6 separate regions of the Mus musculus genome follow, and all the other regions are linked to region 1. The links are chromatin contacts, called in public Hi-C and HiChIP or PLAC-seq maps. All regions are on one chromosome and are shown on one strand. Each heading gives the region's core, a stretch centred on a gene start, on an enhancer-like site or on the middle of the called end of the contact. The rest is flanking DNA. Distances are from core to core; before and after follow the strand shown.

Region 1 (3,860 bases), core at 456-2,955:
TAGAACTTGCCTCTGCAAGATCCGGCCTCTACTTCCAGGCTAGATGCCCAGGGGGCTAAAGCCAGGACCCCGGGCTCTGTTTACTTCTTCTAAGGACAAAGGCAATTGTTTCCTACTGCTAATCCCAGCAGAGACCGGGGAAATACCAGTCTGGCACGGCGGAATTAATTTCACACGGAAGACTACGCTAGGGTCATGTTTTATTTATGGTCCTGTCTGATCAAGATGATTTCTCCCACAAGAGATGTCCAAAGCAAACAATCTTAAAGACTTGGAGAATCTTCCTTTCCTGTCTTCCAAAGTAAGAGGGGAAAGGGGCGGAGGGGGGCGGGGGTGAGAAGAAAACCAGAGATAGCAACCTAGTGGATTACAAAACTCGGTGTGTCAGGAAGAGACCGATAATTTTTGGATGCACAGCCTTCGAAGAAATGAGGCTAGACAAAGTCCTCTGAACAAGACACATCCTATCCAGATTGGTGACAGCGCTCCTCTGGACACTGAGTCCAAATAGGAGCCGGCGCGATAGGCTTAGCATGGGGAATCTTCCTCTTCCCCAGGATGAAAGGTGAAGCGACCACCAAAACCACCCACGGGCGACTCCAGCGTATTCTGGTCTCTGACACCCCAAGAAGCAACTCCACAGTCACCACTCCCACCAGCGTCAAACGCTCCAGGTCTCCCGCTCCATCCAAGACCGCAGTGATTAGCGATTCCCACGTCTAAGAATCTGGATATGAGTTGTGGGGACAAGCCAAGCTTTCAGATCACATTCAATAGCTAAGGACCCAAGCAGATACAGACATGAAGGGATCGATCGGCTCAGTGACACTTCCAAAGCACACGGTCGGGTAGCCCATGTAGACAAGCGCGCGAGGACAACCACTAGAAGTCAAGGACCCACAGAGTCTCCTGACAGTCACTATCCCAGGCTGTAGCAGAGCACCTTTAGTTCCCTCCCCTCTCCAAGACACCAGCGCGCACGCAAAGGGACCTAAAGGGCCCCTACAGCCGGGACCTGGAGGGTGTGGGATGGGACAGACTGAGCCCACCTCTTCATCCTGCTCCTCTTGGGATGCGCTGCTGACCTGGGGCACCGGCAGCACCGCTCCTCCCGGGTGCGGCAGCGGCAGGGTAGGGACTCCACGCTCCAGAGCCACGCGCGCGGGAGCCCACGCGGCGGGTAGCCGGGTTCCCAGGGCGCCGCCCGGCGGCCGCGGCGGCTGCGACCTGCAGGAGAAGCGGCTGGGCTCCCCTTCCTCCGACAGAGTTTCCGAGCCAGAGGATGACTCCGCTGAGGAAGCGCCCTCCGAGGACACGGCTGCCGCCGAAGAGACTAGGGTCCGGGCGCCGTGTCCGCTGCAGCCCCGGGGCACGGGCTCAGGCGCCTCGGAAACTTTCTCCCCCATGTCCCTTTTCGGCCCAAAGTGCCGTCCGAGGGGTGGCGGTGCGCTCGGCGCCTCCCGAAGAAGCCCCGGCTGCTCTGCTGTGTCTGGATCGCGCTGCGGCTCCCGGGCTGCGGGGAGCGCCGCCGGCGACTACATGACAGAGGTTGGACCACAGGAGCGCGTCGCCAAGTTCACTGCCGCCGTGGCTCGGCTGCTGACATGGACTCCCGCGCGCGGGGCCATGCCCACCGCGATCGGCGCTCCGCGCTGCGCCCGAGCCGCCGGGACTGCGGCTTCTCCCGCTAAACCTGCCTCCGGGACGGAGCGGAGGAGACGGGCAGCCCGCGGAGCCAATGGCAGCGCAGGCGCGCTGGTGGGCGGAGGCTGCGGAGCCGCTGGCCGCGCGGGCGTCAGGTAGGGGAGGTGGGGCCAGGAGCGGGCCACCCGATCCCGCGGGAGCTCTGGGTGCGCGGGGCAGCCCCACGGCGCGGGGATCCACAGGGCCGACGCGGAGTCCGCGGACTTAACTCGGTCTGGGACTCAGAAATGGGTGGGGGAGTGGCCGTCTGTCCTTGGGACGTGGGTGGGAGATGGCTGAGTGAGGCGAGACCTTGGAGAACCGGACTTTTAGTCTCCAAAAAGTGAAATCGGGGAAATTAGGCGGGAGGATTCGCGTGAAAACGGAAGCGCGCGGCCAGTCACGCGCAAACTCACGCTCCCACCCGTGTGCAGAGAGCGAAGTCCGTGGTGGGTGGAGAGAGGGGATCCAAACGCAGCCCATCTCCAAGCCTCTTTCTGGATAAACCTCTTGGGCCTCAGTTTCCTCAAATTGTAAAGGGAAGCGTCAACACCGATGTTGTCTGGCAATAAGACTAGATAGAGCAAAATAAAGTGTCAGCAGAGTTCCCGGCTTGGACACAAGCCAAGGTCTCCAAAGATGATTTTTCTGTATTTCTGCTTAGAAACTAAAGTTAAGTCAAAGACACGCGCTTGTGACAAAGGAAGGAAACAGCTGATGCTCTGTGTTTAGGACCAGGCTTTATCAGAACGGTCTTAGCAGCTCTTTGCGGTTCTGCCGCTGGGCTAAGGGACATTCCTAACTGGCTTTCTCTAGCCCTGCATAGGCACAACGCGGCCGACCTGGGGCCTCATTTTTCCTTTCCTATAAGAACAAGGAGAAAGAGCTTCCACCAAAGCACCAACAGAATAATCACCTTAACCTTTGTGGTGTCTTGGATCTGCTGGGAAGCCAGTGCGGAGTTAGGCAGCGAGAAATAAATGAGTCCTACTTGCCTTCAGCTCCAGACCCGTCTGAGCTCCACACCGTGACCCGAGGTATAAATTCAGCCAGCTTCCATTCCACAGACGTTGATTGAGATGTGTGCCAGTTGGTTGCAGGGGATACAAAGATGAATACGGCAGGTCTCCTGCCCTTGAGGAGCTTGTGGTCGGGGGAGAGATTGATATTGCATAATACCGCCTCATTATTCATGTTTAAAAGCTCTGGTAAGTGCTACAATGTGCCGTGGGAGAAGAGGGGAAGAATTACACCGAAGCCATTGCAGATCTTCAAGCCGAGGAGTCCTCCAGAATTTTACATTTCTCTCTGTCAGAACAGGTCTGCCAAGGGTCCTTGAGAAAAGGACTGGAGTTGAAAGCCCCGTTGGCTAATGAGCCCTTTTATGCTACCTTAGTATTTACAAGTGATAATGGGGGCGGGGGGGGGGGTGCTCATCTAGTCTGGACAGGCGGCTTTGTCCTGAATACTTTCCGACTGCCTCTGAAGAGGGAAGCTGTAGGATGTGACCCTCTGGCTGTGGATAGCTGTCAGAGTTGCATTGTGACACTTCAGAATGATCCAAAGGGAAGGGAAGACCTGCTGAGGTAAAAGGACATTCAGGAGACTTAGCTAAGTGGCAATGTAGAGGCTGAAGAGCGCACAGTGGGGCGGCCTGAATCCACCCCCTGGGCTTCACAATGACTTCCCTCCTTAGAGTACTGGCCTTTATCTGAGCCCCTATGTGGTTGATTCAGCACAGGGGAACTGAAATAAAGATTTAAGCAAGCCATTCACATCAAAGAAGAGGAGGGATTGCCTTCTCAGTTCGGGAAGGGTGCAACAAGGACATGGTTTGAATCCTAACAGCTAAAAAAATGGCAGTTCCTAGAGCCAGGGCTCTCCTGCGCTAAAGGCCTCAGAGTCCTGGCAGAAACCGAATGAAATACTTTAGGGATGAAGACACAGGCCAAAGAGCTGGTCAAAGGTCACACAGCAAGTGAGCAGTGGCTCTGTGGTTGGTACTCTGAAGTCTGCCTCTCAGAACAGTTTTTTAATCAAGGATACACATATGTGACTACTAGACTATAAATAACCACGGAAAAGGAATATTGTCGCCTTGGTTCATTATGCAAAAAAAAAATTTCCCTTTGGTCACATTTTTTTTTTAACTCACAAACATTTATATGACACTATGT
Region 2 (3,860 bases), core at 618-3,117, 230 kb after region 1:
CATAACCAGGCCAGAAGTGCCTACATCACTCTTAAATTATTCTAACTACCTTCTGTGCAGGTGGTTACCCTTTTGAGAGTCACAGGAGACTTGATTGTCAACAAGTGGGGACTTATGGCCCTCAAATGAAGCCTTCCTGCATCTCCACGCAGAACTGCCAGAGGAGGTATTAGTGAGTAAGAGAAGAATTGTTGGCTTCCTGGTACGGCTAGCCTTCAACCTAGGAGGCTTGCCGGACCCAGAGGAGAGGTCGTATGGGCAGCCAGGTCTTTATGGAATGTGGCTAGCTCCTGATCTAGACCCCTAAACCTGTTTCCCATTTTAAAAGATACAAAATGGTAAGAGGGGGGAAAAAAGAACATTTTGAAGAGGATTATGATCTGGAACTCTACCAAGTAGAGCTGCAGCAGTAGAATGAGGTCTAATGAGGTGAAGGCAAGCTAGCACTGAGTGTTCTCAGCACACAGGAGCAGGAAGGCTGCCCAGCAAGTCTCTCTGAGGCAAGGCTGGTCAACCCTTGACCCTAAGGTGAAGATTCCCTGAGAATCCTTTCTAGAGCAATAGAGAGCTGTTTTAAACCAGTAACAGATGGTGAAATTCTCATGGCAAGAAAGTTGTGATGTCCATAGCGTAGAAGCAAGATTGGGAGCATAAGGCAAAGTCTTCCAGGAATCTAAGGGCAGACAGCACGTGTCGATGTTCTAGGTCTGAGGGCATGATCAGGAATGAAAACTCATCCCCAGTATCAGCCAGAGGAGGTCTCAATGCTGCTAGGCCCCAGCCACCTTGTAAGCAAAGCAAACCATAAGTGGCCCCTGACCCCACAATGTTGTATTTCTATCATGACAAGCCAACTACATCTAGAAACTGGGGAAGTCGTTCCTAGAGTGTGCACACATGGGACAGGCAGGAGGAGAGGTGAAGAGAGTAGTATGGGAAAGGTCCAAGATAGAGGCCACAAGGAAAGAACAAGAAAGGTACATGGCAGTTGGGTATTATGGCTCATGGGTACAATCCTAGGAATATGAAGCCAACCTGGTCTATATAGCAAGGTCCATAGCAATCCGGTGGCACAGACAGGCTCTGATGCCACAGAAAGATAGAAAGAAAGAAAGAAAGAAAGAAAGAAAGAAAGAAAGAAAGAAAGAAAGAAAGAAAGAAAGAAAGAAAGAAAGGGAAAGGGAAAGAAGGGAAAGGGAAGAAAAGGAAAGGAAAGGAAGAGGAAGGGAGGAGAAGGAGAAAAGATAAAGATGAAGAGGAGGAAAGAGAAATAATTGGTCCAGAAGCCAGAACCTCCATTATATGAGAAGATCAAGCCACTCACACCAAACCCCTGTGCTGGGTCCCCAGTAGTCCTGACTGCAGTCACTGAGGTACCTGCTGTTGCCTTGCTTACAATGACCTTCCCATTACATCCCCACCCTAGAATGTGGCTTTGATCCCAGCATCCAGGGAAGCCTAATTAATTCACCAGAGACCTACATGGAACAGGTCATGGATCCAACCAGGTAACTATGGTCGTCACATACTATCCAAAGGATCATCATCAGGGTCATCATGGGTAAGGCAGCAGAGAGACAGGAACCAAGATAATCTGATACCAATGCTGGTTCCAAATGGACAATAGAGATGGCCCAAAGGCAAGAACCAGGGGCCTCATAAGGATAAAGTGAATTAAAGAAGGTGAACACCAGGAAGGTTCCTATGAAAACTTTAGAGGCAATCACATACTCCCCAGACATCACGGCCTGAAAGCCTTCAGTGCCCTCTGGACTGGGCAGTGCCCTTCCTTTGGCATCCTATGATCATTCTTTACAGAAGTCCCTGTATTGTAAATGTCACTGACTGACTTGCCTCTGTTCCTGTAGGGTCGGCACTGCGTCTTAGTCAGCTGAGTATTTAATACCCAGCATGCAGTAGGGTAGATGAGGGTTGATTAAGCGAACCTGAACTGAACTGGCAAGGTTCCAGCATGACCCAATCACTCGAAGTCCCTGGGGTAATGTTATCGCACCGTTTCATCTGTGTTTCAAAAATCAAGCGTCTGCTCGCCGATTCTCCAGGGTATTCGTGGTACAAGAGAGGCACCTTTGTCAAATCCACTCTCATCCTGTCACTGGGGTCTGCCACGAAACTCCATTGTCCCTCAGCTTTCCAGTTATTATCCGTTCGACATGAAAAATGTCCTCTAGAAAAATGCAGTCACTAATTACATCAATGAAAATAATCCTCTCGAATGTGCAATGATTAACAGCACACACACAAACAATTATTCAATAGTAATTTTCCAGTCTTTTGTCTTAAGCTAAAGTCAGTTTCCTGCCTATGCAGTGGGTCTTCCTAGGATCCTTTAATGTTTTCACCCACTGTCGGTTGCCTGGAGAAACCCTCCAACTCCGCACTAGCATGTCCTGCCGGAGTCACTCAATACAGAGTTGCTCTCCTTGGTATCTCTGCCAAGTTCTTTCAAAGGCCCTTTTCTTTTAGGGCCTGCGTTCTCTGACCCTCCCATACCTTCGCAGCTGTCGATCACAATCCCACCTGCCACTCAGTGGCTTGTTCATGTGCAAGGCAGCTGTGAATCGGAGTCCCGCGCTCCATGCCTCCCACCACGAAGGTGGCCCTGGTGCTGTTAGGGTCGAAGATGAACCTGGAAGAAGTGAGAAAGGAAGACGAGGTGAAGATGGCAGAGGACGTGACCAGTGCAAGAAGAGGAGTACATGGTACAGGAGGGAATCCTGGTGAAGGAGAGGAACATGGCAGGAGGGTGGTTCTCCCGTGTTTAGGGGGACTCCCCCACACCTCCCTCAGACTGTTCTCCAGGGCCCACCATCTCTCCATCTACACAGGCAGATGTGAAGCTGATCCTGAGAGACCCCTGCCCTGTGCTAAGGTGGAGGCAGAGATGTGTTCATTCTGGTAGGCTGTTGACCTCTGGGTCTCCTGTCCATTCAAATGTCACCTTCTCTGCCAAGGCTTCTCTGATTATCACCTCTTTCTCTTTGACCCCCCACAGCCCTTTCTTCATATTTCAGTGATGATGCTTATCCTGTGATAGGACCTCAAAGAACAGTAAATTACACCCCCACACACACACACACACTTGTGATTTTAAAACTGATGGGGACATATATGCAGGCGCCAAAGAAGTGGAGCTCACAATCTCAGCTTTATGGCATAACAGATGAAGCTGGATGGGAGCGAGCACCAGCCCTGCTTCTCAATGAGCTTCCTAATGTGGCCCATGCACCCTCACTGGCCTTCCTTATCCATCTGGCACACCGAGCAGCTGGAGAACTTCCGGCCTCCCTGACAGAGCAGATCAGTCACACAGAGGAGGGCACATAAACACACCTGCTAAGAGGGAACTGCTCTCAGAGTCTCCAGAGGAAAGAGGCAGCCGTTGGAGAAGAGCGACACATCACTCCTTCCAACACAGAGCTGTGATGTCGATTTCCCCTCATCCCAGCTGAGAGGACAGTCACACCCCCTGCCCCAGGGAGGAGTGAGTGACAGGAGTCAGGCAAGGACAAAGCTTTGTTTTTTCTATTGTAGAGAATTCCGGGGTCACAGGCATAAGAAGGAAGATGCAGGCAATACAGGCATCTGTGTACATACACACCACAATTTTCTTTATAATTCTATTACACTGGACTTTGCCAAAGGCAAGGCTATTTGATTCTTTTTTGTGGAATTAAAGAGAAAGAAATGCCTAGCTACTACATAGGCTTCATCTATCCAGTGTCAGCTATGTGAGCAACCCATGTAGCAGGCTTTGCCCACCTTGGTAAGGAGCTAAATCAGGGACCATGGTGCTACTGAAGTCTCATGGGCAGTGTACCCCAACTACATGCTGTCTG
Region 3 (3,860 bases), core at 989-3,488, 220 kb before region 1:
CCAAGCATGGTCAATAAATTCCACAGCAGACAGCCTTCTGTGCTCCACCCAAGGGCAACACAGAAAAGCTGCCCTCCATAGCAAACTTTCTATCCCAAGGTCTCAGGGTCCCCCTCCTAGCCCCCCTTTCTTAGATCAGCCTTGGCTCCCATCTCACAAACATTTCTATATTCTCTTAGTAACTTAGGCTGTCTTCTGACAGCAAAAGAAACACAGGTTGTTTCAGAGCAAAGATCTGACCAAACCAAACCAAACCTCTTGCCCTTGAGAATATATTTTTTGAGTTCTGCATTTTACAAACCATCTCTTAAGATTTTGGCTGTTTGTGACAGAGTCACATATGGAGCCCAGGTCTGGCCTCCAGCCTGCTGTGTAGCTGATGATGGCCTTAAACTCCTGATCTTCCTGCTTCTATCACCCAGGTGTTGGGATTACAGGCACGGTACCACCATGCCTACTTAGGACTCAAGGTTACATTAGGAATGGGGTTTCTTCTGTACCGCTCTGTTCAGGAAACAGAAAGGCTTTTATAACAAGCTTGGCCCAGGGGCCGTCTCTGCAACCCTAACTACACAAACATGCCGGGGAGAAAAATGACAATTTTAGTCTGGCAGCTTACTGAGACCCTGTACCAGATATGAATGAATGAATGAATGAATGAATGAATAAATAAAGGGTTGGGGAGCTAGCTTGGAGGTAGAGACTTAACTAACCAGCAGGAAGTCCTTAGGTTCAACCCCAATATGGCAGGAAATAGGCCTTCCCAGTCTCTTTACAAAAAACAGACTCTCAATGCTCAGAAACACTTCTTCCAGCCACTGCAACCCTGGTCCTGTACTCAGCCATCAGCTCAGAACCCATTGGCTCTGCTGTAAGAATACCTAGCCACAGTGTTCTAATATGATGGACCACACACTATCAGATTGGCTGTATCAATACTTAAAAAAAAACAATTATTATTATGTTGATACCGTGTGTGTGTGTGTGTGTGTGTGTGTGCCCCTGCATGTCCCATTAAAGGACAAACAGTAGTCAGTTCTCTCCCTCTGTCATGTGAGTCCCAGAGATGCATCTCAGGTCCTCAGGTCTGACAGTAGGCACTTTATCCACGGTGCCACCTTACACCATGCCCACCACCCTTCTGCCAGGCTTTTACAATACAGGTTGCTGCTGTGTGCTTCCTGGCCCATGCGAGGCCCTGGGTAGTGGATAAAAGGCGAGTTTACTGCTAGCTTCACTTGTAAATCAGGGTACCCATGAACTCCTCCGTCCAACATGTTGAGATGCTCTGATAAATTATAGTTGAGACACAAACTGCAGTATTGATTTCTAAAGCCACCAGGTCCTCTGTCAGCTCCTGCCACATTGGTAGCTATCTTCTTAATATCTTTTCTCCTTTCTGAGAAAAGTGTCCAAAAACCTGGCAGGTACCATTATTTAAAGAACGTGCAGTGCCATTGTCCTTCGGGAGTATCAAGTCTTTAAATACTCTCCCCCCCACAACACACACTTGCTTGCTCCAGATTTAGCCACCCAACAGATGGCTAAATCATGATATTCACCAGATTATACTTTTCTGACATGACCAGCCACTAAAATGCTTAAGATAAACAGATGCTGACCTATCAGGGTGTATTATATTTTCTATCAAGACATCAGGAATACTCCTTGGGTTTCGCAAAATATGAAATACATCCAAGTTATCTGAATAGACACAAAGGTGGAGTGTAGAAGACAAAGGACCTATTTTCCAAAGTTTCCAGGATCATTTCTGCAAAGTTTTATGTTTTAGTTGAGCCCGTCTCAGGCATTTATTTCTCCGCTTGAAAGCATATCCACGGATCAAGAATATGGCTCATTTTAAATTTTTCCACTCCCCGTGGTGCTATTGAGAAACAAAAGTCAAGAAGAGTGCTGATGCGGGGTGACACATAATCTTCAGTAATTCTTAAATGAGCAAGCTGCCTGTGGCCCACGAGCCATTTATCCTGTGCCTCAGCCAGGATGGGATTCCTCCGCAGCAAAGCCAAGGGCAGTGGAGCGTTACTGACATCTCTCTCTCTCTCTCTCTCTCTCTCTCTCTCTCTCTCTCTCTCTCCCTCTCTCTCTCTCTCTCAAGCTCAGAGACCAACCATGCAGAAGCCCAGGTGGTGGCGCAGAAAGGCCAACACAAGTCCCAGTGCCTGGCAGATTCTCTGGGCCTCTGGGCCTCTGGCCAGGGTCTGTGCAGATTTGGCTCTCCTCGAGTCCAGAAAGCCACCATCTGGAAAGGCCCCAGTGATGTTTTCCCTGTAAATAGTGGCACACAGAGGAGCTGAGGAAACAGGCAGGCCCTTGGTCCTTCTAGACAGAGAAAGTGGTGTTATAACCTAAGCTTGCACAGCAGGCTCCAGGGCCATCAGCAGAAAGCTCCTCCTGCTAACCACTCCCCTTTTCCTCAAGCTCAGCCCCACGTTTCTATGAAGACCCCCCGCATGTGGCTGGTTTCCTAACACAATCGCCACAGAACCCTGCATGTCGAGAAGAGGACGAAGCACAGAAGGAGATGAAATTCAGGGAAGAACACCCCTGCTTCCAGACACAATATCGGCAACCCCCAAAGAGAATGCAAGCAGCCCTTGGGTATCATGTCTGTTGACATCTCATGCTTGGAGAGCACTCAGATTCATGACTTTGTCCATGTTAACTAGACATTTACTTATTCACCAAACCCATTTCCTGTTATTTCTGGGTAGAACCCATTTCTCAGCCTCTGTACCCATAGGTGTGGTTAAACAATAAAATCTGGTCACCGTGCGCCAGTCCTCAAGATTTGACCCACTAATACTTCTAATGGAGGTCAGACTTTTTTATTCTGTTTTTTAATTCTTTTTTATACAGTACCACCACCACCACCACCCCACACACACATGACCACCATGACACACACAGTGACAGGAAGACAATAACTCTTCTGTCTGCCTGAGTTCCTGAATGATTGTGTGGAGCGGAGCATGGCCAACCAAAGCAGCCAGGAGGCAAGGAAGGAATGAATTGAAGCAGACCAGTGAGAACCTGAGTGGATCCAGTCTGCATCAATACAGCAGGAAGCACGCTGAGGCATCCTGACTAAACACTGGGAGAAGGCTTAGCTCACCAAGGGCCATACTCACACTCCAACTAAAAAGATTTATCTTCCATACAGTCTCACACCAGACACCAGACATGTCACCATAAGGCTTCAATGCTTTAGAGTTTAAACCCAGGGGGTGGGGGTTCGCTGGCAGTTTGATGGCCTATATTGCCACTATTCCAAAAGATACTGTAGAATTGCATGTGTTGCTATGAGCAAGCTTCAGATTAAGATAGAAAGGAAATAGTTAACACTGTACTAAAACTTTAGGACTAGGGGCTGCAGCGATGGTTTAGAGGATAAAAGCACACACTGTTCTTGCAGAGGAGCAAAGTTCAGTTCCCAGCATCCACATCAGACTTCCTAGAATCAGCTCCAGGAGAGCCAACACCACTGGCCTGCTTCACAGGTCCACACACACATAGTGGGTGGATGGATGGATAGATGGATGGATGGATGGGTGGATGGATGGATAGGCAAATAAACAACCCCTGTGTCTATCTGTCTCTGTCTCTCTCTCTCTCTCTCCCTCTGTATGTATGTGTGTGTGTGTGTGTGTGTGTGTGTGTGTGTGTGTGTGTATTTCTGGACCAAATAGCAAGAAACTAACAGCAACAATGTGTCTAAGGAGAAGGATGAAGTGAAATACATAAATTGCTTTTTATTTTCTACCATTTGTTATTCTTGGAATTTCTAACATTGCATTTATATTACTTTTTAATCAAACAGTCAACAGGAGAAATAGGGG
Region 4 (3,860 bases), core at 984-3,483, 210 kb after region 1:
GTGCATGTCTGTTGCCCATAGAGGCCAGAAGATGATGTCTGTTACAGGAGGTTGTGAACCACCATATAAGTGCTGGAAACTGGACCTTTGGTCTTCAAGAATGCATAGAAAGGGCACTTGGGAGATGGCTCTACCTCTGGATATAGGCTCTAAGTTAAAAGATGTCTACTTGATACACAGTGTAGCCCACACTGGTTTCAAACTCACGGCCATTCTCCTGCCTCAGTCTCCCAGAGTGCTGACTTTACAGGCATGAGACATCATTCCTGCCTGTTTTGTTTTGATAACAAGTGGAAAATGCTACGTTAGGACAAATTTTTGTAAGGCAATTTCCAGCTAATTGCAGAAATTTTTAGTTCTGCTCAGGGCTGTTCTTTGCCATGGTCAGGCCTATATTTTAGTATAATTTTCTCTGGGTCTTTCCTTTTTAAAAGCCCACTTCTGTAGATAAGTTCAGAGCAATCAAAGAATGCCAAGGTGCCTCAAAGTCGCAGCTGGGACTCTAAGTGTGGTGGTTTTTTTTTTTTAATTATTTCTTTTATTTTTTGAGATTATGATATAATTCTATCAAACACACACACACACTTTACCTCCTTCCAATTCCTCCCATTGGCCCTTCCTTGTTCTCTTTCAAATCCATAGCCTCTGTTTTCATTAATTTTCCAACTGTGTTTTGAGGTTTCAACAGCCTCTCTTGGGGAGCCCTATAGCACCTAGCATGGCCACCCGGCTGCTTAGCATCTGTGGGCAGGAACAGGGTAGGCTCCGCACAGCGCCAGACTCACATTTCCTCTTCATTCGAGTAGCTGTCAATTTCCCTAAGAAATTTTAGCTTTATTGCAGAAATAAAAAATAGCCTTGGCCATTTGTGTTCATATTTTACAACTCATTTTGAGAATTAATATTTTATAAGAAAATTATTTTGATTTAAAACATGACTTTTAAAAGGTTTATGGTCTTCTTAAGTGTAACTCTCATTATGCCTTGGGGCCAGCAGTTTTTTGGAAAGGAATAGACACTGTGGTTATTGATGTGTTCTTGCCCTTGTGAATTTCCTTTCATGTTCTGGGGCAGAAGCATGAGAAATTATTTTCTGTATATAGCGTACTCCGTTCTTTCCACCCCTGCCCCCTCCTGTTTTCTGGCTGGTGTTTTATTTCTTCCTATCTTTGAAAAATGAAGCAACCATTGTTACCAATGGATTAAAAAATAATTTTAAACCCAACAGATATATTTTAATAAAACTATTGTTAAAAGAATGAAGATATCCTTATCAAGGCCTGGGGACCAGACGTGAAAAAGGACACCCTCATTTCTGCCCAGTCGATGCCCTGGCCCTCCGTCTCCTGCTGTCTTCCCTGGTTTACGTTTGGATGATGGATTTCCTTTTTCACTTCCACATTATGGCGAGAAAGAGAGATGACGGCGGCTGCAGTAGCTACCTATGGCCCTTCTGGAGGACCTAGAAGTAAAAGACTCCACACCGAAATTAGAGACGCTTGAGTCATTGGTCAGTTATTAGTACACAATAAACTGCCCAAGACATGACTTAAACCAAAACTCATTGTTTCTCATGGTCTCTGGACCCGGAGGAAAGAGTGCCTCATGGCCAGGTCAGGGTTGTCTGATCTGGACCAGGCTTGTAGGGGACACCTCTCCGCCTGTCTCTTACATTCATCTCTCACTTTAGCCTATCCGTTCCCCAGGTGGTGGCGAGGGGCCAAAAAAAGGAAATGAACACATATGGGATTTTCAAGCTGCTTCTTGCACCGAGTTTATTATCTCATCCTCCAAGCCTGAAATTAAAGTGGGAGGGAACCAAAGGCTTCAGGGCAGAAAGCCTCGTATTGGGAGACCAATAACTCAACTGTCTTCCCAAGCCTCCAAATTAAAGCTTACAGCTGGGCAGAAAGGATCACTTTGAAAGCAAAATACGGTTGACCACCATTATTTGCGGGTTCCATGCTCGCAAATTTGCCTACTTGCTAAAACATATTTGTAACCTCAGAACAGTGATCCATGGGCATGCGCAGAAATGCACAGGAGGTGACTCATTCCCCGCGAGGGCCAAAGGCAGGCCTTGCATCCCCGTTTCAGCGCGTGTACTATAAGCAAGTGTGGCCTTTGTGGCATCTCTGGCACCACATTGTGTGTTTTATTTAATGAGTCCACTGTTTCAGATGGCCCCCAAGGGCAGGAGTGCAGTGTTGGCTGGTGTTTCTGAGAACGAGGCTGTGAAATGCTTCATGGAGAAAATATGTGTGTTGGCTAAGCTTTATTCAGGCATGATGAATAGGGCTCTGTGTCATGAGAAGGTCAATGTTTATAAATCAATTATGTGTTAAGTAAAACATCTTCGTACCGATAAATACTTGAATTTATGGGATTGACAAAATGTGACCAGTGTTACAAGACTCCATCCTGGACTCCATGTCCCCTAGAAATAACTACTCAGCAACCACTCCAGGGAGTGTTGACAGTGACTCACTGGAAGATGATCACTATGAATAATAAACACTGACATACGTCCAATATTATCTTCGGAAAAGTTACCAAAATAATCAATGCTCTGGTCTCATCTCCAGATTAAACTGCATACTTCCAGAACAACTCTCTCATGCAAATAACTCTAGGGTGTCACATAAAATGCTTTTATAACGAGGTCTAACTGGTGGAAGAACATTTATCAGTGAGACTCCTGGTAACACCCTTTCTGATTTCACCCTATGACTAACTTTAGCTAAGGCTTAATTTGATAGTAAATGAAGGAAACTATGAGGATAATAAGGATTTCAGAGAGTAAACCAGGCTACAAATTGTGGTTATTTGAATACAATACTAACTCTGAATGGAAATACTAAGCAGGAAAGAAAGTCACAACCGTAAAATAAAAACCAGGGGGAAACTTCAATATAGTTTGGGGGGTGGTTCTATTATATGAGGAATTTCAAAGACATTTTATCTTGTTAGGACAGTGTGTCCCCCAAAGAACTGAGCCACCTACATGTATATTTAGGCATACAAAATAGAAGAAGAAGTGGGGAGGCAGAGGCAGGAGGCAGGAGGCAGGAGGCAGGAGGCAGGAGGCAGGAGGCAGGAGGCAGGAGGCAGGAGGCAGGAGGCAGGAGGCAGGAGGCAGGAGGCAGGAGGCAGGAGGCAGGAGGCAGGAGGCAGGAGGCAGGAGGCAGGAGGCAGGAGGCAGGAGGCAGGAGGCAGGAGGCAGGAGGCAGGAGGCAGGAGGCAGGAGGCAGGAGGGAGGAAAGGGAGAAGAAACTAGTGAAGTTTCAAATCCCAGGCTCTGTAGTCAGTTAGAGAAGTATCCAGGCCCTGCCATTCTAATGGTGGGGTGACATGGTAAAACACTTCCTATGTGGACCACCACCTCTTCATTCAAGAGATGGGGATGATAAGATACTAAAGTAAATAAATATCCCCATACTCTATGAGTGTCAACCAGAGCCTGATACCTGGCTAGGAACTTTCCACAAATGATCTCAGGCGGCCATCACTGTCCTCCAAGGGTATGGTCACGACTCATCTTGTCTGTGATGAGATACAGGCTTGAACAATGTTGCCAAGAATCAGGGTTGGCAGAGTCAGAATTCAATCCAGGGTTTTTGACTCTAACTACCTCCAACTATGTTGTTTGTGAAAGTGTCATGAGATAGTGTATATGAAAATGCTTGACACAGAGCCAAGAATACAATGTCTTTACAAATGCCTTAAAGAGTCTTGTAAATAACAATGTGCCATCCTTGGGGACTTGTGCTATAACCAACAACTGGGTCTCCAACAGTTCACAGGAGAAGGTACACAGAGGATGGGGGGGAGGGGGGGCTCTGAAGCACCATGGGAGAAAG
Region 5 (3,860 bases), core at 915-3,414, 180 kb before region 1:
GGCTTTAAAAGACGCTCACAGCACAGGAAGCTGCCATCAGCATTCTTTGTAAGTTAACAATTTCAAACACCTCCATAGACTGGGTGGATGACAAAAGTCTCTGAGAGTGATTGAAGCCCAGGACCGTGCTGGCGGAGCGCTAGGAACTACGGGAAATGGCAGAACTCATACACCTACAGCATGGAATTGAAAGCCTTTGGACAAACCACCAGGCTATTGAGGTCTGCCACTGTCAATCACAGCTTTCATTCTAAGTCAAACCTAACTTTTGTTACAGGTACTGTGTGGTAAGGCAGTTCAAAGATGCAGCCGTTCTGCACACCAAATCTAATACAGCCAGCCTGTTACTCACACCATTTTATCATGACAGGGCAAAAATGCCAACACATAGTACATTTTAAAAGAGAACACCTCCAAATGGTACTTACAGAGAAATTCATTTGGCCTTTTGCTTGTTTTCCCTTAACTTATTCTTGAAGCAGAGTTTCTTACCATCTACCTCGACTACCTCTCAACCTGCCTCTAATAAGTATAGATATCAGGAGCAAATCGGTTAATGCATGGGGCAGAGCATGGTAAGCTATGTTCTTACAATTCAACTCCACCACTGCCTTTGTCTGTAGTAACACAAGCAAATTCTTCCACTCTGCAAAATCACCCATCTGCAGCCTCCGACTTTGCACTGTGCCTAGATCCCCAAGGCAGTCTCCCCTTGGGTGGTGCCCGCCTGGATTTAAAATTCTTATTTAAAAAATAAATAAATATTCGTTTGCCCTGAGCTCCATTTGCACAGATCAAAGGCAAAGTAGCGACTGGAAATAGATTTTTTTTTTTTTAAGGCGGTACTAAATAGAGCCCTGTTTAATGAGGACACTGTAACAAGCCACAGACACCTGAAGTCTGTGTGATCAAGGGCATGAAGGAGGTGCGTGGTGGCACTGTGATGGTGGCAGCTAAGAGACACCGGGCAGAGGTCAGAGTCAACCTGAGCGATCTGGCCTACCTCCACTCGGGTATTGAAATATAATTCAGTGGAATGAATTGCTAGACATGTCTAAGCCCCCTGGGAAATGACAGATATTGATGAATGCTGCTGGCAAGATATATGGAAGGAAAAGTCAAATAAATAGAACAATTTTTTTTTCTCAGAGTCATTTTGTGGATATGTGGAACAGCTGTTAAGGCGCTTGTCAGCCCACTTCTTCCTTCTGTCTCCCTCTGCATATTTGCCTCCTTCTCCCTGGTCTGAAATCTCCCTGAGGACCAGTACCTGCCCCCCTCAAGATGATCACTAAATGTCACCTCTTCCACATCCACTGGGCGTGTTCTCAGCCCAGTGCCTGGCATCCCACCATGACTTCCTTCCATCGGAGTGTAGTCACTGGCTTTGCCAGAACCAGGGACCAATGTCTAACTCAGGAAGTGGATTCCAGGTACACACTGCTCGGCCCCAGGAACTCGCTGCTTCACATACTGCACTCAACCCCCCTGGCCCTACAGTAGCTGTTTGACCTTGTCCGGGCTCTTTGACTTCAAAGCTTCAATTGTCTGCAAAAAAAAAAAAATGTTCTACAAATTGGAGATGGTAATTTCGCAAGGTGAACTAACTGGGGATTTAAATAAAGAAACTATGATTGTGCAAGGCAAAGCCAAGGCCCACAATAAACAATAACCTGGCATCCCTTATGCTTTCCCTCCTAAATCTCTTCCCTGTAAGGATCCTGCACGTGCCATGTCCAGGATGGAAAAAGCTCTTCCCAGGGTTGGGCACCTTGGGAACACTGATTCTCATTCCAATAGCCAGGTGGGCTCAGCATTACAAGTAGGCAAGCAGCCAGGCACTGGCTTGCATTCTGCCTCAACATTCACTAGCTAGGGAGGCCTGGGTGAGCAGCTGTCCCCCCCTGAACGTGATTTCCCTCACATCTAGTAATGATAGGAGTGGGCAACATATGCAAAGTGCATAATACTTGCTGAACACACAGACAGTAGTCCAGGTCCCCTCTAGACACATCACCCTTCAGGGTATTGTTGGAAAAGCAGCTATACTTTTAAACCAGAGATACTTCTCAGCCTCCTCCATCACGCCATGTTCTCCAGGTGTGTGTACAAGTTGGGTGATACTGATTTCCCAGTCATATGTTCTGCCGCCTTGAGAATCCCACGCCCTCTGAGGCTGCTGCTCACATCCCACTCAGCACAGCACCGCAGCTCATACCCAGAATGCACTGCACTTCTGCAGAGCAGCACTTACACCTCCTCTCTGTCTCATTTGTGTTTCTCTCCAGGATACTTCATCCTTTGTTGTCTTCCATACAGTTCCACATAGACTAGAATAGTGAAATTTGATTCCCTTCTTTGTTTCATGACAACAACAACAATCACCATCACCACCCTCAGGGGCCTTAAACTTTATATGGAAGCTGCCTTGCTGCTTCTCTGGCTTTGATTTTTATCTTTTAAGAAGCCTGTGTAAGAGTCCACCACCTCTACACTATAGTGCAGATTTCAGAGGGAGCTGCCCTACCCTCGATAGACGAGAAAATGACTCGTGCTGACTATCTCGCTTTTCAAAGAAGTTATGAAGCCTACTCAATAACATCCCCCTCCCCCCCCCCCCCCCCCGTGGTGACCAGATGCTTTGATTGATGTTGCTGAGTGTCACCCACAGGCCGGTGACGCTAAACACTGCTGACAGTTGTCCTACATCTGAACACTTATAGAAGTCAAGGAGAAATCGAGGACCAGGAGCCTTGCAAGATAAAGGAACGGAACAAGATCAGCCTTAGAGGGGACAAAATAAACGCCACAATCCCAAATATGCAGACATTTCCAGCCGGGCCCAAATTCCTTATCAAGCTTCCTACTTATTCAAGGAAATCTCTATCCACAGCCCCTTTCACATAGCATGTGTTACTATGTGTGTTTTCTTAGAATCACTAACAATTCCCGGCTGGGCCTACTCTAAACAGATTTCAAGTTCTTCCTCCACAATAATGATGCCTATATATAATCCCTTAAGGGTGTAATTTTTGTTTTTTACTTTATTTTTTGCCTTAAGAAATGTTTGTTAATGCTGAGTAATGGATTAGAAGCAAGACCCAGAACAAGTTTTATATGGTTTCTTTTGTATGATTTTAGAGCAAACGTTGCTTCCAAATAACATATAGGTCTCCTCTCTTGCCTTAATGACAAACACTTCAAGGTCCCTATGTCTGGTTTGAGAGGTCTCCGTCAGAACTGTAGAAACTGTTCTCCAAAGTTAGTAATTGCCAAATCCATCTGGTTTAAAAAACAACACGCTCTATGGAGACATTGTTATCCAAGCCGCAAGCTTATGCTGTGAATTAAATCTTCACAAATACCCACGTGCTTTATACAGTACATCATAAGAGTGCCCTTATATTTAAGGAAGAAAACTCAAAGCCCAGATTAGCATCGTGATTGCCTCAGCTCTGGCTGACAATGAATGGCAGGTGTGGGGCAGCCTTTCCATTTCTGGTCTATTACTTAAGCCACTGACGACTTCTGAAATCTCCCACGACACGAAGTAACTGTGGACTCCGAGGTCACTGCTTTGTATTTTATAATAACACTATCACCAGGCTCCTTAACATGCCTTAGAGAGAGAGAGAGAGAGAGAGAGAGAGAGAGAGAGGACTCAGCCATGTTCATGGGGAAATCAGTAGGCTGAGATAGGGACGGTTACCAATTGGCCTACAAAAGGTCATCTCTCGAGCCTCTACACCTGATCATTTCTGCTAGCCATTCCTTTAAGTGCATTTATTCTTCAACGATTTGAATCCCCAGAGAACACTGTGGGTGTTGGATGGCATCGTAATAAGGGATATGCACACTAA
Region 6 (3,860 bases), core at 352-2,851, 160 kb after region 1:
TCAAATACTCTCCATCTAATTTGGGGGTACAGAGACTCTCAATGGGCCCAGAACTTACTAACTGAGCTAGATGGTTGGCCAGTAAGCCTCAGGGATCCCCTGTCTCTATCCTGTCAGCATTGGAATTACAGATGCTCCACTCTGTTCTGTTTCTTCTGTGAGTGTTGAGGATATGAACTGAGCTATCTCCCAGACCCTATAGCATTCTCTACTCATTGCCATGTTTTCTATAAATGTAAACTATACAGTATACAAACTATATAATGCATGCAACCAAACTGTATAATATACAAACTATATAATGTATACAGACAAACTGTATAGATTCTTAATGTGGATCAAAATGGTCACTATCCCTGTGAGCATTCGCCTTTTGTTAGGAGGGAGTCTGGCGGTCAAGTCTACACATCAATAGTGAAATCTAGGGTCTCTTCCTATTCCTGAAGGTCTGTTTACAGCTCTTGAGAGGAGTGAGGTTGCAGCACACACTGCTGAGACTGGCCCAGAGCTTGCAGCTTGTATCTCTGGGTGAGAATGGAATTTGTATTTTTAACAAGTTCTCAGTGCTGCTGTTGTTGGTCACTGCTACTCTAGACAACATCAGAGAAAGCCCCAGAAAAGATGCTCTGTGGTTTCAGAACATAAGCCCGTGCTGCCTCTGGTATCCTGGGGGCTGGGGGGGGGGAGGGGGAAGGAAAGTGACTGAAAGGCTGCTTGAATGTGGACCCACAGCTGACAATAATGTGTCTATTCCCTAAAATGAAGACAGGAACATTTAAGATGGATGCCTGTCTGTGGACCCTTATCTGCAATGATAATGGCCTGGAACAGGTACAGGTCAAAGACAGCCAGAGTCCCCATGGGCCATGTGGACCCACAAGCACATGAGGTGTACAGTTCTTTCCCTACTTTATCCACAGAGTGGTAAGAAGAGGATGCACGTCCTCTCTATGTCCAAGATGGTTCAATTACTCAGAGCAGAAGACAACAGGAGATAAGGACACAGATGCATGAGTGAAAGATATTCTTTCCACTTGAACATTTATCAGGTAATGGAAGCTCTGGACCCCCTAATGAAGCAACCAGCTCACATCATAGGCCCCCATCACCTCTAAATTTAGATGCCATTCTTACTTTTACATTTGTTCCATAAGCATTAACTATTTCTCATTGAAATATATAAATAAAATAAACAAAGTAATAACAAGTAATTGGGGCTAGAGAAATGACCCAGCAGGTTAGAGCACAGGCCACCCTTGCAGAGGACCTGGGTTCAGTTCCCAGCACCCACACAGTGGCTTACAATCATATACAACTCCAGTTCTAGGGGATCCAATACCTCTTCTGATCTCCTCAAGTACTATACACAGCCCTCTAGTGCACTTACTTACGTGCAGGCAAAAATGGATACACATATAAATGAATTAATATAAAAGTTAGGCAAAAAGGAATCAGAGTTCTGTGCGTTCCACAGTACTGAACTTCACAGCCAGCTTGAAACGTGGGTGTTCACTTTCTGGCTCGTGGCTGCACTCTCTCCTGTCAACCTTGCAGAATGTGCTTTATCAACATTGCAACACATCTCAGAGCTCTGAGGTTGCAAAAGCAAATGCTAATCTCATCATGTACCAAGCACTGAGCAGCCTAGCCTGTCTCAAATTCTCGGTTCTAGGCCAGTCCCGCCAGGAACTAGCCATGTGGCCTTGGTCAGGGTAGTTCATCTTTCTGAACCCTGTCCTCCTTATCTCTTTCACGTGGGCAGTTCCCTTGACCTGCCGGAAGATGGCTGTTTTTCAAGGCTGTAGATTCCATTGTTGGTTAGCTCACAGAGTCAAAAGATTCCTCTGTGATTTATGCCCATGTCTGCCTCCCCTTATCGTCCATTCGCTTTCACTAATTGTGCCCTCTGGAAAAACACAGATAAGCCTTCTACTCTTTACATACTTGAAAACAGCTGTCAAGTTCCCTTTAAATCTCTTTTGGTGGTATGTCTAGAGTCTCTTCCTCCCTCGCTGTTTCTCATAGCAGATTACCTAAAACATACCATAACTCTTAGCAAACAGGATATGATCAATACATATAAGTTGGATGAATGAATGAATGAATGAATGAAGCCAGGCATGATGATAAACATGCACGTATAATTCCCACTATTCAAAAGACTAGGGAAGGAAAGTTGAGACTAGCTCAACTCCAGTACAGGCTCCACAGTAAGCTTCAGGTCAGCCTGAACCACACTGTGAGACCCTGTCTTAGAACAATAACAGCAAAAGCATAGATGATAGATGAAAAGGACGTAGATACAACCTTTAAACTGTCTCGGTTCCCCACCATTCCTTTTTAACGAGATGCCTGCCCTTCCCAGTACTCCTTTGATAGTCGCCAAGTCAACATGTGAGGTCTTCAGCTATTTCTGAGTGAGTCTAAGATCATGTACAGCACAGAAACCTGTGGTTATGGAAGAAGCTTGCTGACAGTGATGACAGGAGCTGAGTGTGACGGCTGAGTCATTTACATCATCGAGCTAGTGAGTGAGGCCAGCTGACTCTCCAGCATCCGAAGCTCAGCTTGACTTTTGCCTCGTAGGTACTTCATAGTGCAAAATACTCTGTAACGGTATCAGAAATTCTGGAAATTTGAAATGACCTTAGATCACATTTCCCTCTGTTTATGAAAGATTTCCCAAGGGGACTTACAGGGGACCTTTTAGAGGAAGGTGATTTTCCATGGTCTGGTCTATCTACCCAGTCCTGAGATTGGAGCTTCTGGATTATTCTGGTCATTTGGTTGATTTTTTTTTTGGTTTGTTTGTTTGTTTCTTGTCAACTTGATACAAACCTGGACTTATGTAGGAAGAGTGAGTCTTAATTGGGAAAATGTCACTATCAAATTGCAAATCTGTAGAGCACTTTCTAAACTAATCACTAAAGTGGAAGGGCCCTGCCCACTGTGGGCGGTGCCATCCCTGAGCAGGCTGAGTAACCCATAGGAGCATTCTGCCATTGCTTCTGCTTTAGTTTCTGCCTCCAGGTTCCTGGTGAGAGTTCCTGTTCTGACTTCCCGCATGAAGGAGCAGGACCTACGAGGTAAGATGAAATTAACCTAAGAGGTGTAAGATAAAATTAACCCTTTCCTCTCCATGCTGCTTTTGGTAATGGTGTTTCATCATAGCAATAGGAACTTAACTAAAATACCTGGGTCTTCTCAATTGCATCCCACCACCAAAGTCCAGAGAGATTTTTCATTCTCCTCCTTTTCCTTTACAATTTCCATTAAAAAGGGAAGTTACAGCAGAGGTTGGCTGGCTGCTCTAGCCAGCAAACAAAAGAATAGACTCTGTATCTGAGTTTTTGAGTAAAGAACCTAACGGTAGATCAGAATTTGCTGCTCAGCTTTGGACGAAGTCACATAATCTAACTCCTAAAAGACAGATGTAGAAACTAAAATACTCATATAGTTTTCCTAATTAGATCTGTGTTTTGTAATGACTATGATACTTCTGTTTAATATGAAGGAGATTTCTTGTTTCCTAAGAAAACTTAGGAAACTAAAATAGAGTAATTGGTGTTTACTTTCTTGAACACAGACTCAAATATTCTTGAATTGTAAATATCTCTTTCTAGCACCAAAGCCCTTATGATATATAAATATTGCCTTTCTCCCTAGATCTGGGTAAATACTGGCAAATCCCATTTCTTGTCATTAAACTTTAGAAAGTACTTCTCCTTCCTCTTCTTTCTCTAGATAAGTGTGTGTGTGTCTCTGTGTGTGTCTGTGTGTCTGTGTGTCTGTGTGTGTTTGTGTGTCTGTGTGTGTGTGTCTGTGTGTGTGTCTGTGTGTGTGTGTATGGGCCTAGGTTG

The links. Hi-C and Micro-C count contacts between places; a contact is called where the count stands out from the background. HiChIP or PLAC-seq counts read pairs in DNA pulled down with a chosen protein or histone mark.
Region 2: a contact with region 1 is called in an H3K4me3 HiChIP or PLAC-seq map of stem cell-derived neural progenitor cells, with 2.5 times the contacts expected there. The contact joins the enhancer-like site here to the promoter of Mast4 in region 1. A contact is called at or near these places in 2 of 39 promoter capture datasets (hippocampal neurons and liver), 2 of 484 Hi-C or Micro-C datasets (cerebral cortex and nephron progenitors) and 4 of 115 datasets of contacts at active chromatin or transcription factors (embryonic forebrain, neural progenitor cells, neural tube and 1 more).
Region 3: a contact with region 1 is called in a Hi-C map of muscle stem cells, with 1.8 times the contacts expected there. The contact joins the enhancer-like site here to the promoter of Mast4 in region 1. A contact is called at or near these places in 1 of 39 promoter capture datasets (the 3T3-L1 cell line), 3 of 484 Hi-C or Micro-C datasets (cerebral cortex, muscle stem cells and myocytes) and 2 of 115 datasets of contacts at active chromatin or transcription factors (craniofacial prominence and embryonic stem cells).
Region 4: a Hi-C map of adipose-derived mesenchymal stem cells shows a contact between it and region 1, with 2.0 times the contacts expected there. The contact joins the enhancer-like site here to the promoter of Mast4 in region 1. A contact is called at or near these places in 4 of 39 promoter capture datasets (the 3T3-L1 cell line, 3T3-L1-derived adipocytes and liver), 2 of 484 Hi-C or Micro-C datasets (adipose-derived mesenchymal stem cells and uterus), 4 of 115 datasets of contacts at active chromatin or transcription factors (craniofacial prominence, embryonic forebrain, embryonic stem cells and 1 more) and 1 of 9 other capture datasets (pancreatic islet).
Region 5: a contact with region 1 is called in an H3K4me3 HiChIP or PLAC-seq map of embryonic stem cells, with 16 read pairs. The contact joins the enhancer-like site here to the promoter of Mast4 in region 1. A contact is called at or near these places in 9 of 39 promoter capture datasets (the 3T3-L1 cell line, 3T3-L1-derived adipocytes, cranial neural crest and 5 more), 2 of 484 Hi-C or Micro-C datasets (3T3-L1-derived adipocytes and nephron progenitors), 6 of 115 datasets of contacts at active chromatin or transcription factors (embryonic hindbrain, embryonic limb bud, embryonic midbrain and 3 more) and 2 of 9 other capture datasets (adipose tissue and pancreatic islet).
Region 6: a contact with region 1 is called in an H3K27ac HiChIP or PLAC-seq map of heart atrium, with 2.6 times the contacts expected there. The contact joins the enhancer-like site here to the promoter of Mast4 in region 1. A contact is called at or near these places in 3 of 39 promoter capture datasets (3T3-L1-derived adipocytes, hippocampal neurons and liver), 4 of 484 Hi-C or Micro-C datasets (the G1E-ER4 cell line, the HL-1 cell line, cerebral cortex and 1 more) and 6 of 115 datasets of contacts at active chromatin or transcription factors (the NIH/3T3 cell line, embryonic forebrain, embryonic stem cells and 3 more).

Annotation. Positions count from the first base shown.
Region 1 is chr13:103,332,787-103,336,646 of GRCm38.p6, forward strand. Mast4 (microtubule associated serine/threonine kinase family member 4) reads right to left here and starts at 1,706. Exons shown (of 29, transcript NM_175171.3): 1 at 1,050-1,706. The coding sequence starts at 1,406.
Region 2 is chr13:103,560,059-103,563,918 of GRCm38.p6, forward strand. It overlaps Gm46398 (a long non-coding RNA gene), which reads right to left. Exons shown (of 3, transcript XR_001780852.2): 3 at 2,533-2,650. Among named protein-coding and RNA genes, the nearest start is that of Gm46398, 29 kb to the right of the region's middle. Within about 2 kb of position 1,868, at least 8 of the 459 cell types and tissues checked have an H3K27ac peak or open chromatin away from gene starts, as enhancers often do. A contact at or near this core is called in neural progenitor cells and stem cell-derived neural progenitor cells, where this site is marked.
Region 3 is chr13:103,112,328-103,116,187 of GRCm38.p6, forward strand. The region is part of intron 3 of Mast4 (microtubule associated serine/threonine kinase family member 4); the gene reads right to left. Among named protein-coding and RNA genes, the nearest start is that of Gm30050, 17 kb to the left of the region's middle. Within about 2 kb of position 2,239, at least 44 of the 459 cell types and tissues checked have an H3K27ac peak or open chromatin away from gene starts, as enhancers often do. A contact at or near this core is called in cerebral cortex and muscle stem cells, where this site is marked.
Region 4 is chr13:103,537,673-103,541,532 of GRCm38.p6, forward strand. No RefSeq gene overlaps it. Among named protein-coding and RNA genes, the nearest start is that of Gm41047, 32 kb to the left of the region's middle. Within about 2 kb of position 2,234, at least 33 of the 459 cell types and tissues checked have an H3K27ac peak or open chromatin away from gene starts, as enhancers often do. A contact at or near this core is called in adipose-derived mesenchymal stem cells and uterus, where this site is marked.
Region 5 is chr13:103,148,682-103,152,541 of GRCm38.p6, forward strand. The region is part of intron 2 of Mast4 (microtubule associated serine/threonine kinase family member 4); the gene reads right to left. Among named protein-coding and RNA genes, the nearest start is that of Gm30050, 54 kb to the left of the region's middle. Within about 2 kb of position 2,165, at least 7 of the 459 cell types and tissues checked have an H3K27ac peak or open chromatin away from gene starts, as enhancers often do.
Region 6 is chr13:103,492,115-103,495,974 of GRCm38.p6, forward strand. No RefSeq gene overlaps it. Among named protein-coding and RNA genes, the nearest start is that of Gm41047, 13 kb to the right of the region's middle. Within about 2 kb of position 1,602, at least 8 of the 459 cell types and tissues checked have an H3K27ac peak or open chromatin away from gene starts, as enhancers often do. A contact at or near this core is called in heart atrium, where this site is marked.